Linked DNA regions of Oryctolagus cuniculus: region 1 is linked to region 2. The links are chromatin contacts, called in public Micro-C maps. All regions are on one chromosome and are shown on one strand. Each heading gives the region's core, a stretch centred on a gene start, on an enhancer-like site or on the middle of the called end of the contact. The rest is flanking DNA. Distances are from core to core; before and after follow the strand shown.

Region 1 (2,700 bases), core at 175-2,674, 140 kb after region 2:
AAATCTTTAAAAAAAAAAAAGTGTGTATTTAGGGACTCAAAAAGGTTCCTTGATATTAGAAAAAGACTGAATGACGAAATAATCTCCTTTTTGGCTCTGGGGATTGCCCTGTGTGGATGTTAATTTCTGGAACCGCTAACAGACATCAGTGTGAGCCTACTGTGAGAACATAGGGTTAAGAAGATTTGCCAGAAGACTAAATACGGAAAGTGCTGTGAGGTCCGTGAGCCAGAAAAGGATACACCCACAAAGTCTTCCAAAAATGTGCCTGCTGATAGGAGTTGGTACGCTGGTGATATGAAGGGTTTTAAAAAGTTCATGGAAAATGTATACTTTGAAAACACTATGCAGAAAAAATTTTTTTGGCATCGAATAAACTTATCTTTCAATTCCATTTTCCCATAAACTTGGTGGAATGCACTCATTTAAGCTGATCCCAGGCACCTCCCCTGGAGACTAATTCTGTAGCTTCCTAGCGGACTCTGGGCATCCTTACTTTCGAAAACACAGTCTAGGACACAGATAAGTAGGACCATCAGGCGAACTTGAATTTAGGAAAGAAATACACTACGTAATCCTCCTGTGAGCGGGAGTTGGGATTTCTGATTTCCAGTTCCGGATCGGCCACTATTCCGCCCGAAGCTGCTGCACCTTTCTGGACCTGCTTATCTATCTGCATCCTTGAACCACCTAACCTACAGGTCTACAGGGCACTGACGGCCAATTACACTTGCAGCGAGGGGGTTTCTCTCAGTATTTTCCTGTTGCTGTAATGTGGATTAAGTAGACATAAAAATAAGCAAAACACAGATTGGAGCGGCGCTTGACAAATCATCTTCCTGGCCGAGGATACGAAGAACAAACTGGGAACGCTCTGAGGTAAAATGAACGGAATGTTAATTGCAGGGCTATTGCCTTCTCCATGCGCCACGGAGCTTCCTCTGCTCTCAGGAACACGGCATAACTCGAGATCACCTCAACTACTCTGGTCACATGGACTGAGGTCTGGGGAACTCCTGCAAACGCTAAAAACCTGCCTGTTGGGGAAAAGAGAGTTTGGACGAGCGCTCAGTCTCAATACTCCTCTGCCCCCAGGGTAACTTTTACTGTCAAACACTTTCAGTAATGTCTGTACGTGCAACATAAATACATCGTTCCACATGAGGAAAGAAAGAAAGAAAAAAAGCAGCCATGGATGCCGTTAGCCTCAGGGAAAAGCTGGAACATCTCCCAATTTGGGAGCTTCGGGGTCTTTAGGGCGCACAGGCGGCCTGACCTCGTCGCGGGCAGAACTCAAACTGCAGCTCCTGACTTCTCGAATTTCCGCTTAGTTTAGGATGAGCGGTAGCCGTGGGGAGTGCACCGCAGAGGTGCACAGAGGTCGGCGTTCCCTCTGGACCGTGACTCCGCCCCCTCGCTCAAGCCCAGCCCACAGGAGGTGCGACGCTCCGCGTTTGAGTCTCCTCGGCGCCCGTAGCCGTGAACTTTACCCGCTGGCGCCAGGGTCTAGCACGCATGCGTTTTCCGTTCGCATGGTGTGGGTTCTTAGTTTAGCTGCAGCGGCAGGAGCTGTGGTGGTCTTCCTAGTCCTGCGACTATGGGTAGTGCTTCATTCCCGGGGCGTTACGCCCCGAGAGTCTCTCAGTCTCGTAGTAGTGGCTGGATCCGGTAAGTATCGGGGCGGTGGAGGGCGGGTTTGTGTCCTTCACTACAAACCCCAGAGTACACCGCGACGCTATTCTGTGCTCCCCTCAGTGCTGCTTTGAGCGTTGCATGCTGGGTTTTGTAGTTTCTTTGCGTAACCGGAACCGGCCTCCCGGCCACAGCAAAATGCTAGTTTGCCGACGCGGCCCAGTCGTGTTTTAATGACAAGTCTTAAGAAACTTAACGCTTGGGTGTAATTAGACCTCTGGATAACATTGTTTTTTCGAGTAAATTATTAGTGAACAGAGAGAACGCTGAAGCCTTTTGAAGCTTACGTAGTTTCCCTCAATGGCTGCTGCGCATTACTAATGTAGTCATTTTGTATTTAGGAAACACGAATAACGTAAATAGTAACATTTACAAAATTTACAAAATCCGCGAGGATAAATACAAGTATCCACCGACCGTAGAACAAGACACCCCGGGTGGCAGAGTATGATTAACAGACCGCTGGCCTGTCAGGTGGTGGAGTCCACGTCTACAGGCTCTGACGATGCTCACATCATTAAGTGGACAGTTTGGGCAAGAGTATAGACAACCGTGGGTTGCTTACGTTGTGAGAAAGGCATCCTGATGGCGATTTCGACCTTGTGCAGGCAGTGTGCTTACACCAGTCCATAAGGCATAGCCTTACTATACACGTAGATTTCATGGTGTCCATACACCATGGGTCTTACATAAGTTCTTGGAATATGACTGCGATTGTAAAAAACAAAAAAACAGAAAGAAAGAAAAACTGTGCATGGAGTTGAATTCCCTTTTTCCATTATGTTGAAATACCTTCTCGTGTATGGCATAGCTTATTGCTCCTAAGGCCATGGTGAACAGAACAACATGAGATTAAATTAAGCACCAGAGAAAATGATGCCATCACGAGACTCAGTAAACATGAGAGGTATGAAGCTGCTGTTGGCATCATAGGGCTACTGCTTTACACTAAACTGTTTTATAAGTAGAAGTGTGCTCTATACAATCAAGTGGAGTGTAGTAAACACA
Region 2 (2,700 bases), core at 122-2,621:
AACAGGGCTAGGGTTGCAGTACCTGGGACGTAACAGTAGTCGGTATACGTGTATGCACGGTGACTGCAAGAAGAAACCCGCCACAAGGGGCTAGCTCCTGCTCTGTGGGTGAATAATGGCACAGGGACACTGGGGAACTCTCTCAGTCACAGGGGCTCTCCTCATTGCACACTGCCTTCTTAAAGCGCAGTCAATTCATGCTCACAAGGACAATTTCAATACCGGTTTCAACATGAGAAGATACATACCATGCCTACTCAAATGCAGAGTATATTTGAAAGTGGGGGGATCCCATATGGGCCAGGTTGGAGTCCCAGCTGCTCCACTTCTGATCCAGCTCTCTGCTATGGCCTGGGAAAGCAGTGGAGGAGGGCCCACGTCCTCAGGCTCCTGCACCCACGTGGGAGACCCGCAGGAAGCTCCTGGCTCCTGATCTCCAGGCTTAGCCATTGTGGCCACCTGGGGAGTGAACAAGTGGATGGAGGCTCTCTCTCTGTCCTTCCTGCTCTCTGTAACTCTGCCTCTCAATTAAATAAATACATCTTTTTTAAAAATTAAAAATAAATTTCAAAAGAAAGCTAAATAAAGTTCAGAACTATTTGCATCACTGTACTTTCTCATGGGAACAGACTATTAAAAAAATGAGTCAAAAGAACCTTTCTGGACCATCAGCTCTTACACGAAAGGGCAATGCAGGTCAAGGTTTGTAGAATTCAACACACGTGGGCTTAAGGATCAAGGCGCCCCCCAAAGTCTGTGACCGGCAGCCCGGTTCCCGCCCACTAGACAAGTACGAACAAGGCAATCTACTTGGTAACGCAAAGCAGACCAGGCTGGACTGGAGCACCAGGTGGGTCAAAATAGTCACTCAACAAACCTCTACTGTGTACACAAATACTAGTGGAGTTAAAACCGTCTCCACAGCGTAACGCACAGTGCTTACGAAGGACACATAGCCTTCTGCGAGTGCTGGACTTCAGGGCGGGCAGGGGCTATCCAGAGGCCTCCATTTCAGGTGAGACCCGCAGGACAAGCAGACGGGCCTCCCCTCCAGCCTGCTCCCACGCCGCTGCAGGCCCCGCGGGGTGCGCATCCCTCCTCCGGACTTGACTCTCCGCGCCCCCGGCTGCGGGCCCACGCTCAGCGGTGGAGAGGCGAAGGCAGAGGGAGGCCCCGTCCGGAGGGTGCCTCGTCCCGCCCGCGCGAGGGTAGTCACCTGAGCGGCTCAGCACCTCCCACTCGTGGGGCCCGCAGAAGATCGCGGCCAAGGCCGAGAGCTCCTCCTGCATCGACTCTGCCATGGCCGCGCAGCCCGGCCGGCTCGGCACTTCCCGTTCCGTTGCGAGCCTGAGCAGTGCGACCCAGCGGCCACGGGGGGGCGCCCCTGGCCACCGCAGCCGGCGACGGGGGCGGGGCGGCCACGTTCAGAAGCCCCGCCCCAGACCTCGGCTCCGGACTCCAGACGCTAGCTTCAGCCCCTTGGGTTGGGCTTTCTCTGTGAGTTCTGAAGCCCCACACCTGGGTCTGCGAAGATCGCCTGGCTCGCTCGCGGCTCTCCTTTGCCGAGAGAGGTCTCCCAGCAAAGTCTCAGCTCCATGCTTGCAACACACCCCCCAGACCCATGCCCTGCCTAGGTTCTGCTGGGCTGGGGACTCAAGGGTCCAGAGGAACTTGGTGGATAGGAGAGAAAAAACAAACGGGAAAATAAATGAGCAGCAGATGAGATGGACCCTTGTCCGCTGGGGGTTGCACTAAGCGTTGGGGAGACCCTGGAGCCCTGGAGCCCTGGAGGGGGTCCCGGCTCAGGAACCTTAACAGGTGCAAAAGGGACAGCCCTGGACTTCCTGGGCAGCTGTGCGCCAAGTCCTAACGTCCCCCATTCCTCAGGTGCGTTCAGCCGGCGGTGCTCCTTGGCCCTGGTGGGGTTGCGGGGAGGAGGTGTCCTGGAGAGTAAAGGCTGCTTTCTCTGAGTTTTTGATTTTGTCATACTCAATGCGTGCAAAGCACAATGAGTGTGTGTGACTGTGGCTCTTGAAGCTTAAAGTGAAGATGAGCCTCCTGGACCCCAGCACCTGAGTGGAGGGATCTGAGCCATGCTAATAGGGTTACAGAGCTGGAAACCCACCGTGTGCAGGCGTGGCCCCGAGCTGATGGGAGCTCCTGCTTTCCAGCGTGCGTGGCTTATCCTTTTTTTTTTTTTTTTTTTCCTTCTTCCCAAGTACCGATTTCAAATGTTGCAGCCCTAAAAGCAGCTGGCCCTGCTCCGGGAGGTCCCGTAATTTTGTTTATATCAAAAACAGTATTTCAAGCGATAAATCAAAGTGGCTACTCAGTTTCTCCTGATTTTGACCTGTGGAAGCCGGAAGAACAAACTTGGCTGATTTGGGGACTCCAAATCCATGTTACATCATCATCATCATTCTCACTGTGGTTAAAAAAAAGGGGGGGTGTGGAGGGATTTGAAAAGGGAAATGATACTGGGTTTCCGAGAATAGAAAGGAAATCTGACAACATGGCCTGCAGAGAGAATGGTTTGAGGATGCCATGGGATTTCAGTGACCCTAAGTAATTAGCAGCACTGCTGTGCACATAATTGGAAAGAGAAGGTTTATTTAAACTCATAATTATCTCTGATGTGACCAATTTGTTTAAAAACAAACAAACAAAAAAAAACTCCTTTGAGTTATTTCCAAAATAGCA

The links. A called contact is a pair of places that touch in the nucleus more often than the background predicts.
Region 1: a Micro-C map of ear pinna shows a contact between it and region 2, with 6 times the contacts expected there. The contact joins the promoter of ALG14 here to the promoter of RWDD3 in region 2. A contact is called at or near these places in 4 of 6 Hi-C or Micro-C datasets (ear pinna, embryonic fibroblasts, skin fibroblasts and 1 more).

Annotation. Positions count from the first base shown.
Region 1 is chr7:75,607,363-75,610,062 of mOryCun1.1, forward strand. ALG14 (ALG14 UDP-N-acetylglucosaminyltransferase subunit) reads left to right here and starts at 1,425. Exons shown (of 4, transcript XM_002715847.5): 1 at 1,425-1,668. The coding sequence starts at 1,533.
Region 2 is chr7:75,463,925-75,466,624 of mOryCun1.1, forward strand. RWDD3 (RWD domain containing 3) reads right to left here and starts at 1,372. Exons shown (of 6, transcript XR_011390142.1): 1 at 1,217-1,372.